Linked DNA regions of Rattus norvegicus: region 1 is linked to region 2. Evidence: chromatin contacts called from public Hi-C data. All regions are on one chromosome and are shown on one strand. Each heading gives the region's core, a stretch centred on a gene start, on an enhancer-like site or on the middle of the called end of the contact. The rest is flanking DNA. Distances are from core to core; before and after follow the strand shown. Region 1 overlaps Esyt2 (extended synaptotagmin 2). Region 2 holds the start of Esyt2 (extended synaptotagmin 2).

What was found. Hi-C and Micro-C count contacts between places; a contact is called where the count stands out from the background.
Region 1: a contact with region 2 is called in a Hi-C map of the A7r5 cell line, with 1.8 times the contacts expected there. The contact joins the enhancer-like site here to the promoter of Esyt2 in region 2. A contact is called at or near these places in 5 of 12 Hi-C or Micro-C datasets (the A7r5 cell line, Schwann cells, frontal cortex and 2 more).

What each region holds. Positions count from the first base shown.
Region 1 is chr6:143,405,665-143,411,698 of GRCr8, reverse strand. All of the region lies in intron 6 of Esyt2 (extended synaptotagmin 2), which reads right to left. Among named protein-coding and RNA genes, the nearest start is that of Esyt2, 46 kb to the right of the region's middle. Within about 2 kb of position 4,603, at least 15 of the 93 cell types and tissues checked have an H3K27ac peak or open chromatin away from gene starts, as enhancers often do. A contact at or near this core is called in the A7r5 cell line, where this site is marked.
Region 2 is chr6:143,358,611-143,364,843 of GRCr8, reverse strand. It overlaps Esyt2 (extended synaptotagmin 2), which reads right to left and starts at 2,120. Exons shown (of 22, transcript NM_001271169.1): 1 at 1,680-2,120. The coding sequence starts at 2,009.

The DNA.
Region 1 (6,034 bases), core at 3,354-5,853, 44 kb before region 2:
TTAATTGCTGTAAAGAGAGACCCTGACCAGGCAGCTATTAAAAGAAACATTGATAGGAATCAGTTCTGAAGGGTTGGCGTCCATCATCATCATGGTGGCAACAGACAGACAGGCATGGAGCTGGGGTAGCAGCTGAGAGCTTATACCTTAACCACAGAGAGCTAAGTGGGAATGGTGTGAGATTTTGAAACCCAAAATCCAGCATCAATGGACATACCACTGGTACAACCAAACAGTTCTACCAATCTGGGGAACCACTCAGATACAAGAGCCTATGAGGGTCATTCTTATTCAAACCAGCACAGGCTGTGAGAAAGATCAGTTGTCAAAGTGCAGGTGATTGTGAACACGAGTGACATAAACAAGTGTGTGAGAACAGGTCTATAGAGCAGTGCAGGTGAGCATGTGTGTGAGAGAGTACATATGTGAGTTCATGAGGACACATGGAAAAAGGCCAGGAGGAATGCAATCGTGGCAGCCGTTTGAGAAGCATCCTTGGAAATGCAACTGTCAGGTCCCTCCTGATTTCCCGAATACATGTTAAGACAATGAAAGCCAGGGCCCCTGGATGACTAAAGATCTGTAATTCAATAAGCTGATGCATACTGGAATGTGTTTGCAAACACAGTAAGCCATCTCTGGGAGGTGGTAGAAGCACAATGCAGAATACTGTCCATGCTTATGAAAGAACATCATGTTTTACCTGGAACAAGAAAACATGTGCACCCATTTCATGAAAATCACAGAAATGAGCCATCGGGATGCCAACTCTGAAGACCTGGGATCTACGGTAGAAGAAGAGAGCTAACTCCTATAACTTGCCATCTGACTTTGACATGTGTACCACTGTGCGCTAGCACACACAGACACACACACAGACACACATACAGACACACACAGACACACACAGACACACACAGACACACACACACACACACTAAATTAATGTTAAAAAAAACCAAAAAACAAGAGATGTTCTTCACTATTACTTCAAGATGGGACTGCCTGAGGGATGCAGTAAAGCTGGTAGCATGACAGCAGCAACTGGCCCTAAGCAACTACACACGTCTCAGGCAGGTCATTTGGGAAGTTGGTTATAAATGCAAGCTGATGCCTGGCTCCACAAGTCTTCAGTGGGGTTTTACCCCATGTCTTTGTTTAGTAGCTCTGGGTTGGCAGGAAAGCTAAAGAGTATCTTCCTGTTGTTTTAAAGCCTCATGACTTAGGCAAGTGGAAGGGAAAAAACCCTGCAAAGAGCACTGCTCTGACAGCACAGGAAAGCTGAGTCCTTAGGGTCCACCCAGGAGACATGTGTTCTCTGAGACAACTCTGAAGAGAGATAGAAGCAGTCTGAATGAAGTAAGCCCCCACAGGGGCTGGTGAGACAACTCATGCTAGGCTCTAAGGAAATGCTGAAGAATGACCCAGAGATCCACAGCACAGGAGCATGGAAACCAACGTGGGCCTTGTATATATACATCTGCATTTTGTACACATCAGGCCAGAAAGAACATTTCCTGTAGGGCTGTGGCCAAGAAGGAGAGCAGCTGTCACCATAGATGGGCACAAACACAGCCTTGCACTGCGGTCTTTGGGGGTTGGGGCAGGGTGTAATCCTAGGCTTAGCCTATCCTACAGAAGACCTATAGCATACACTCAGCATAGATAAGGAAAGCAGTCAATGATAGCTCTACTTTGAGACTCAGGATGGTACAAGATTATGGAGGGTGCACAAAACTGTACAAATAATTAAAAACATCAAACCATAGGTTTCAGAGGATCAGAGTAAACTCAGCATAATAAATAATCTTGGATTACTTAAGGTGTGGTTTGAATCTATAGGCCTGTCTGCAGACTTACCTGCAAGAATCGTAGAATGGCCTGTGTAGTACAGACTCTCTTAATCCCAGACCTGGGAGAGAAGGGAAGGAGGGGATGGGAGGTGGGGGGAACGGGGACACAGATCTAGCCCACTGTTCTCAGAGAGAGAGAGAAGGAAGCAAAAGCTATGATCTTTCAACCTGTCATACTGCACTGCCTTCCCACTGCCTCCAAAAGCCAGTTAACCATTACAGTACACTGTCTCCCTCTAGTTACAAAAAAATTCAAACTCCTGGTTCCAATTTGGTTCTGAGATTTAACTGTACAATAAACATAATTTTTACATTTTAGAAATCCCTCTCCTTCTTTAACACTCCCTTTACTTAAAATATTTTAAGTTCTGGGATTCTAGCCCAGTAAGATTCAAGTTCTTCCTATTATAACTCTAAATGGAAGATAGTTCTACTTAACAAAGAAAATTGCATAGAACATGCCCAAGTTGTTCTGTGGAGACTTCTAGAAAAGACCTGCTTCACAATCTGTTCTTTGGGGTTAAGTGAAGGCTCTGAAAACAACCTGTGAATAAAAGTCCTGAAGAGGAGCACATCTCCTCTGCCCCTTCTCTACGTCTGAGTAATGATAAGAACAGCTGGGATATAGGGCTAGCATGGTCCAGGACCAGGATCTAATTATAACTCATTCTGGGCTATTTTCAACTTCCTTAATAGTCACTCCTTGTCCACATCTGTGTCTGACTTCACATCTTTGTGACTCTCAGGGAAAACCTTTTAGAACGTATTGGAGACCACAGCAGCTTTCACCAGCTACTAAGAGTCTTATCAGATAGTGTCTGAACCCTAAGGCAGAGATTGCACTACTTTTCTTTCATCTGCCTGTCTAAATTTCCACCAATTACTTGAAAGGTGCTTTTATTTATGACTTTGTTCTGTTACTATAAAAACTTCCTCAAACTGTTACCACATTTGGAACATGGAATTTGGGAAAACCTAAATCTGTGTTCCCAGGCTGAGGATACTCATAGTGGACTCCAAAATAAACTATCTTTATCCCCTTGAAATAAGAGCTGTGGTTTTGCGCTGATATAAACCCTTAGGATGTATGCTTTAGGCATATCCAAAATCTCTACCTAGATTGGGTTCTCTATAAACTTCTAATGACAAAAAGGAATCCACCTGACTCTAAATTATGTTTTATGTATGTACTTGTGTGGGTGCATGTGCACAAGTACATATATGTGTAGGCTAGAGATTAACACTGGGTGTCTTCCTCTATTGCTCTTTACTTTTATGACAAGGTCTCCCTAAACACAGAGTTAACCAGCTTTCTAGAGTAGCTTTCTCACAGCTGAGCAATGAGCCCTGGAGCACTGGGTTTCTGACACATGCTATCATATCTAGGTGTTTTACAAAGGTCCAGCATCTGGAATCAGGTCCTTGAAGCATGCGAAAGACACTGACTAATCTATCTCCCTAACCCTCCTTTTGGTTATCACAACTTTTTTCATTCCCAAGGATTCAAAGCCTATTGCCTGACAGACAGGAGCCAAGGACTCTACCACTGGAGTCCATCCTGTCCGTTCGTTATCAGAATATTTATTCAGACTTTTACCCTTACCCTAGCATCACTCTAGTGTTAGAACCTCAATAAAATGCTAACTATATTTAATTCTTTAAAAATGTAAAGGTTTGGGGTTGGGGATTTAGCTCAGTGGTAGAGCGCTTGCCTAGGAAGCACAAGGCCCTGGGTTCAGTCCCCAGCTCCGAAAAAAAGAACCAAAAAAAAAAAAAAAATGTAAAGGTTTACTGTGTGCTTTTAAGAGCACAGACATTTAATTGTGTTAGGTGGTAGTGTCACTCCTCTGTCACAGACAGGGGACTGAGACCTACAGACATGGCACAAAAAGAAGACAAGTAGAGGTGAGGCAGTGCAAAGCTGTCACAGAGACCCCACACTGCTGTGCTCCCTGTTGCCGAAGCACCACTGTTCCACCTGGACTGTTCACTTGGCTGCAAACTTCATCATGTCAAGAATTATCAGGGGTCACTCCACAAGTACCACATTACCAAAACTAATTAAACAAACTAGAAGGCAGAAAACATGAAACTGTTTTATACGAGTCTATGGTATTTGTTTCTGAGTCACTGGGCAATAAAAAAAAAAACAGTAAAACTAAAAAGCCCTTCTAGCTGTATTTTTCACTAGACTAAAGAAGAATTATTTGGCAGCTAACAGCAGTAAGTTCTCATATTTTCCAGCTGAAAGTAACTGAAGAAAATTCCCTTCCCTCTAAAGCATGTTCAGTGGCTTTATTTACCATATAAGGAAAAGGTGACCGAACACTTCAACTCTATCCTTTTCTTCTCGGCACTCCAACAGCCTGTCGCTGGGAGTTAATGCTGTAATTTATTTTACAAGTGCCGTCATCTGTGAAGAACAAAACTATTTAAGAGCACAGTTAAGTTCTGAGGAAGACTAAAGGTCTTCCTTTTTCTAAGGGATAGGATCTTTATATTAAGAATATTTCCAAAGACAGATAGTTTTTAGCAACTTATTAAAGAACGTTTTAAATACTCATGAATGGAGTCTGTTTTTACATAAACTGCTCTTTAAAAAAATTGGTAGGAGGAAAAAAAGATGTATTTTAAATCTTTTATAGATTTATTTCTCAAAATTATAATAAAGTAAAAATGACTGAAGTCCTTGATAGCTTTTGGAGTTGTAACGTACATCCTGTTCTACAACACAGGAAGTAAGGACGCGCAACACGACTGTGAGGGCACAGTGTGAGTCATGCACAAAGCACTGCCTGTGCGCATAGTCTGGCCTAGGAATACCGTATTTTTAAAACCAATAATTTTCAATAGGTCTTTTGAGCCAAATTTTAAATCATTTTAATCTATTTTAAATCACACATGATTGTTTCAGTAAATATTAAAAAAGATTGTATCATCCCACGGTATAGCCAGCTCTGGAGGGCCACATGGCATCTGCGGGGTGTTTTCATCTCAGTCAGCAAAGCATCTCATCTGCTAAGCTTCCAATCACCACACGCTACCCTCAGCTACTCTCTGAGCCCAGCAGCAGCCACCCTCTTGCAACTCTCTTGTTGCAGACCCTGCTCACATTCCCAGCATCCGTCCCCTGTGGTTATAGTCACAACTCCCAGTTACCTGTTAAAATAAAAACTCAATAAGTTTGTAACTTAGCAATCAGATTTATATCTTAAATTCTCACTCGACAAAATGTCCACACAATAAACTCATAACCAATTGATAATGATATAATCTGCCCACCTAGATAAGACAAATTGTCCTATAAAAATCCATCTCTTGAAAAATACTCCTAACTACCCGTGGCCATTTAAGACCACACAGATCTGGGTCTTCTTTCTCTGCCCACACATGATGTTAGTAGTCCCTCCCAGAAACTTGCCAAGGATCATAAGCAGTATCCCCCTAAGAAGTAGCTCATCTAGACTCTCTGAACATTGGAAACAGACATGCCCTTCATTTTAGCACTAATGGTCACTACTGTACAACTTTCAAAACTACAGTGCACACTTGTCCTAGAAGATAGAAACCTTCTAGAAGTGAAACAAAATAGATCAAGAGAGAATTCTCGAGAAAAGAAAAAGTGGAGGACACAGTAACTACTTTGCTTCAAAGGACATTAAGTTCCTATGGTTGGAACTTGGGATGCACAGTTAGGCAGTAGGGAAATGCAGCTAGAATGAGAGAGCTTGCCTAGCATGCACAATGCCCTGCCTTCGATTCTCAGCATTAAAAAAAAAAAAAAAAAAGGAAGAAAGAAAAAGGCACTGAAGGTAGCACTAATCATGGGCTGCAGGACTCAGGTAAGGGTAAGAAATAGCTTTGTCTTCCTGTTTCCATTCTAGTAATGTGTAACAAGCACAGAGCACTTAGAACAAAGATGAAAAGAAATACAATCTAAAAGTATGAATGACAACACCATGCTTAGCCAACAATTAAAAGACCAACAAAAGATTCCATGTAAAAGCACAACACAGAGCTGCACCTGTAGTTCATCAAATACTCCCCTTACGTCCACCACCAAAGAAGGCGTATTTATCTCAGGAGGGAGTCAGAGGGAGATTTACAGGCATGGCATTACCTTAAAGTGTTTAGAAATATAAAACCTGTATCAGACTAATCTGGGTCTATGCCAAAGCTCT
Region 2 (6,233 bases), core at 871-3,370:
CATCAATCGCTTAATAATCAAATTTCTGGACGTCAGTGCCACCCTGCTCTTGAAGACTCCAGTCTTATTTATGTTGTTCTTCGGTCATTTAACTACCAGTTTTTACCAGCTTCTAGACAGCATTTAATTTAGCAGAGACACAAGACACCACTACAGCATTCTACAGGGCACCACTGTTTCTTGTTTTTTCTCACCTTGGCTACTCTAACTTCCTGTTTTTCAATACATTCCTTTACTGCTAGCTAAATGATGTATCATACCAGTTGGTTTCATTTTCCAAAACACCCCTGTCCTACACATTCACCATGTATCTGCAGATTTTTAAGCTTCAAAAGTGCCTCACTATTACAGTTTTAACTTTCAGTTGCTAACTGCTACCTATGTTATGTTCCTCTTGATTTGGGGAACTCTTACTTTTTAATTTTTGTTTTTTTTTTTTTATATTTGTACCGCATATTCCATGCCATATTTCACAGGTGTTTCCTAGATGGAAAGGTGGAACATTCTCCATGTTCTTTCTCCACTTAAATTCCTTCATTCTCCCTTCTAAAATTCACTACTATCTACTTCCACAGACAATTACATCAAGCCTAATATTGTGCAACATTTCTCTTAAAATATGCACTATTTCCTTCTATCTGAAACACTCTTTGCTAAGAAAGACAGTGAAGAGAAAAAGATGATAAAAGCCTTCTCCAATAGATTCAAATACTCAATAAGTAAAAAGCAATTTTAGGAAAAATAATGTCATAACTTAATCATTACTTTTCACTCTTTCAAAACCTCCCTCTACATGTTCACTGTGGATCTTAACGATCACATGAAAGTGTCTCGTCATCAGTCCGGTATTTTAAACAATGAAACAAACACTTCAATTCTTCTAACATAAGCTTTCCAGGAACACTTCAATCATGTTAGACACAGCTAAGAAATGAAGGAGTCTTCTTGATTTTTGTATTAACTTCTCCGCATTGGCTGTCACTACTTTTTAAATCAGAAAGGAGAATGTGGACGTTTCCAGGCCTGCTGCGCCATGCTGGCAAAAGGTTTACAGAATCACTCGGGACAACAGAGATCTCAGTCAGCTCATTGACCACCAAGTGTGCTTCAGGGCAGTAGTGAGAGAGGAGGAAAAGGATCCAGCAACTAACAATGACGGATACTGCCAAGTTAGGAAGTATTCACTACCTGTGCACTTTGCTAGCGATGGGCGAGGACTGAAAGCCAGGAAGAGGACTGAGAACGGTCACTCTCTGAGCAGATAACGACCAGGACACCTCCGCCCTGGATGAGGGTGGGGACAGCAATGAGGACACCTGACTTAGGTGGGGGAGGTGGGTGCGCTGACACAAATCAGACTCAGACGCAGGCCCTTGCTCAGAGCCACGGTGGCCAGAACCACCACCACTCCCCGCCCCTGAGGAAAGGCGGTAAGCAGAGTGCTGACAGAAAACACCAGTTTAGGTAGGTAGACAGCGAAAGAAGTAGACAGCAGTAAGGTCACACACCTGACTTGGTCCAGGGTCCAGGTTGTGCGGACCCCGGATGGGATCGAGATTTGAGGCCAGGGGTAGCTGACACCTCACTTGGGCTGGAGCTTGAGTCCCCCACTCGTCCCTAAGAAGGGGAGAAGGGTGGTGCGGACCTGACTCTGCTCAGGTCCGGGGGACAACACTCACCCAGGCGGGCAGGTCGCAGGCTCGCACTCCCAGGCGCACGGCTTGCTCCTCGTCCTCCAACAGTGCCAGTGCGCGACACAGGCGGCTGGCCTTGAGGCCGCGGCTCCGGCGGCACCAGGCGAGCAGCCCGAGCGCCAGCAGCACCCAACTGAAGCTCAATCCCAGGTAGCCGAGGGCGTACACCGGCAGCAGCAGCGCAAAACTGCGCGCCAGCTGCCCCAGCAGCCCCGGCAAGTCCACACTCAGCGCGCTGCCCGGGGCCTCGGGCTCAGAACGGCCCCCGGCCCGGCCAGTACCGGCCTCAGGCCCCTCGCCCCCCGCGCTGCTCATCGCCAGCCGCGCAGAGCACTCCTCCCTGCTGAGGCGGGCGCGGCTCTCCCACAGACAGCAGGTCGCTCTACCCCGCGCGCCAGCGCCCCACTGAGGGGGACAGCGGGCGCCACCGCTCCACTCCTCAAACGGGCGGGACTCGACGTCATCACGGTGCGCGAGGCCCTCCTCCACCCGAGGCGTCTCCGGGAGAGTGTCTAGTATGGGCTGAGAGCGTGTTTTGGTGACACAATCACCGTGCGCCCGGCTCTTCCTTAAGGGGATCAACTGTTCAGAGACAGTCTACGCTGAAAAGAATCTGGGCGGGGCGAGATGTCAATCGCTAACCCGATCCCGCCCACTCTCCAGCGCCCTCGGAAAAGAACCTGGGGCGGCGAATGGACTGTGTGCAGGGTGTCATCGCGCGGTCCGCCCCGCCCCGACTCTAGTGTTCCTGCGCGGCTATTCCCCGGTCGTTACACCAGGAATGGGCAGCTGGCGACGCCATCACGCCAGGCAGGCCCCACCCCCTAACCTGTAGGGGCGGTTCCCTCTGCGCTCTAAGAGGGTGGGCAGCGCGCCAGACGGACACACCCGGACTTTGCTCCGTAGGAGGGCTGGAGAGGGAAGCGTGGCTTTCGCCGGTGTTGGAAGTGAGCAATGGCCCAGACGAGTTGGAGGGCTAGCGAGATGAGTTCTTTTCTAAAGTGTAGCGGCTTCTATTCGGGGCTTAGGCCAACCAACCTCTTGCCACTCCTAGCTCCCTGACTGAGAACTTGAACTTGCCGGTGCCTAGGGTAGGAGGATGGCTCCTGGGCCTGCCCGAGTGGAATGAGAACTTTGTGTCTGCTGCAATAAAATTCGATTTGCACCCTTACTGTGTGGTGTCTGGCACCTCTGTGTCTAGTACTCCTTCAGGTCTGATTTACCAAACAAAATGGCCCCAGTGAGCTTAGAAAAGCACAGTTGTGGGGTTGGGGATTTAGCTCAGCGGTAGAGCACTTGCCTAGCGAGCACAAGGCCCTGGGTTCGGTCCCCAGCTCCGAAGAAAAAAGAAGAAAAAAAAAAAAAAAAGGAAAGCACAGTTGTCATGAAGGGTTTTTTGTTTTGTTTTGTTTTAAAAAGGCAGCCAGGGTCCACCCCCACCCACCCACTCCTTTTAGAGGACATATGTGAAGCTTGCACACACAAAAAAAAAAAAAGGGAGGAAGGAAAGAAAGAAAGAAAGGGAAGGAAAGGAAGGAAGAAAGAAAAAAAAAAAGACATCTACTTTAAAGTTTGCTGGAGAGGAGCTGTAAGAACCCAAGACCTGAGTCGATTCCCAGAATCCACATTTGGCTGTTCACAAGCGCCTGTATCTTCAGCTCCATGGGATCTAATACCTCTGGCCTCTGCAAGCACCTGTACACATGTGCACAGACACACATAGGTATACTTTTTAAGAAAAATTCCCAGGAGGATAATTCCACAACTATGACTGGAATGTCGCAGATTCAGAGCCAAGTTATCCCGGACTGTATTTTGTTCCGTATGTATCCGTTCATTGCCTATCTCTTGTGTCTGATCTTATGCCACAATCCTTGTGATTCAAGTAAAAACCTTTTTGGAATGTATTAACAAACCACTGCCTTCCACCAACACAAAGTTACCAGTGTCATCAGTGTCTGAAACCTACAGGAAACAAAGTTCCCAAGTTTCAGCAACCTGATGTTTTTGATTCACCAATGTGTTTGAAAAATGCCTGGTTCCTGTAGTAAGTACTGAACGAACGAACAAATGCAAAGTCACCTGTGGAAGACTTTTCCCTGCATATGTGTGAATATATATTATAGCATTTCAGAAGTATGCCATGTTTGAGAGGGAGTAGTAGTCTGCTGGACAAAGGGTAGTAAACCAAGCAAGTTCCACAAAGTTCTATTGCTGCAGGGAAATGCCATGACCAAGGCAACTCATAAAAGGAAACATTTTATTGGGGCTGGCCTACAGTTTCAGAGATTAAGTACAGCATCATCGTGGCGGGGAGCACCATGGCATGCAGGCAAATATGGCACTGTAGAAGCAGCTGTGAGATTTATATCCAGATCTTCAGAAAGCTGGAAGAGAGAAGCCCTGGGCTCCTAATGGGCTTTTTGAAACCTCAAAGTCCACCTCCAGTGACACACTTCCTCAGCAAGGCCAACCTCCCAATCCTTTCAAACAGTGCCCCTTCCTGATGACCCAGGATTCAAATCTCTGATCCTATTGGAGCCATTCTTATTCAAACCGCCACACAAGAAGGGTATTTCCTTTTTTCTTTCACTTTATTTTGTGTGCCTCCAAATGAAATTACATTATGTAAACCATAAATATGCAAAATAGCAAATGGCAACTCACCTCCCCACATCAAGTTAATGCTCTGAATGCTGCTAAATTTGAATAAGTTTGAATAAGAGATCCCAGGATGGAGAGAGAGCTCAATGATTAAGAATGTTTGCTGTTGGGGCTGGAGAAATGGCACAGCCATTGAAAGCACTAACTGCTTTTTCAGAGGTCCTGAGTTCAAATCCCAGAAACCACGTGGTGGCTCACAGTTGGTTAACCGTGATAAGATCTGATACCCTCTTCTGGTGTGTCTGAAGACAGCTATAAATTAAGAAAAAAAAAAAAAAGAGTATGGTTCCCAGCACCCGCGTTAGACAGGCATACAATAGGAATCAGAAGCATGAAACAGGCCCAAGGCTCGAAGAAGTCTAATGCAGCTCACCTCTCACACATGCTGGAGTCCAGAGGCTACAAAAACAGGCAGTCTGACTTACCTCCCATCTCAAAGTTTTGAAAAACTGTCTAACTGGAGATGCTATGCTCTTACCCCTCCCTACTCTCAATTACAAAACACCTCTCAGACTGAACTGTGCATTCTCTTACAGCCTGACCACTGGGTCTTGTGATCTAAATTCTCAGAGAAATAAAAGTCTACTCTTGCCACTGAGGGCAATATGAGATTTCATCCTTTCATTATGCTCTGCTCATTTAATTCTTTTTTTCTTCCTGGAAGTAATTTTTATTTCTGAAATTATAACTACATTATTCCCTCCTTCCCCCCCCCCGAAACCCCTTCCACATACCCCTCTTTATGCTTTCTCTCAAATTCATGACCTCTTTTTCTTTAATTGTTGTTAATACGCACACAATGTGTGTGTGTGTGTGTGTGTGTGTGTGTGTGTGTGTGTGAGAGAGAGAGAGAGAGAGAGAGAGAGAGAGAGAGAGAGAGAGAGTCTTAATCTTAGGGTTTTATTGCTGTGACCATGACCATGGCAACACTAATAAAAGAAAGCAAATATTTAATTGGGGCTGGCCTACAGTTCAGAGGTTTATTCCACTATCATCATGGTGGGAAGCATGGCAGTATGCAGGCAGACGTGATGCTGGAGAAGGAGCTGAGAGCTCTACATCTGGATCCTAGATCTGCAGACAGCAGAAAGAGACGTTGAGCCACTAGGTCTGACTTAAGCTTCTGAGACATCAAGCCCAACCCCAGTGACTTGACACACTTCCTCCAACAAGGCTATACTTCCTAATAGTGCCACTCCCTATGGGCCAATTGGGCCATTTTTATTCAAACCACACACATACACACATACACACAAACACACACACATTTGTATATATGTATATAATACATATATGTTATAGTTATATATTTAGGAATGCACACATTGTATTATATACATTTAGACAGTTTTTCAAAATCTCTGAGATGGGAGATAAGTCAGATTGCCTGTTTTTGTAGCCTCTGGGCTCCAGGGTGTGTGAGAGGTGAGCTGCATTAGACTTCCTCGAGCCTTGGTCCTGTTTCATGCTTCTCATTCCTCTTGTATGCTGTTTAATGGGTTCTGGGAACCATACTCTGTTCCTCTGAAAAAACAGCAAGCACTCTTTTCTTTCTTTGTTTCTTTCTTAAGATTTATAGCTGTCCTCGGACACACCAGAAGAGGACATCAGATCTTACTACAGATGGTTGTGAACCACCATGTGGTTGCTGGGATTTGAACTCAGTACACACACACACACACACACACACACACACACACACACAGTCTATGTTTTGTATGTTTATGTATATTTATATGATTTCAAGGCTAACCACCTGATATGGGATAACCAACTGAGATTCAACATCCTCTTCTGACATATGTGTTCCTGCATACACAAAACATACACTCACTTAGACTCATAATAATACTGGAATATTTTGTAGTATAAAAA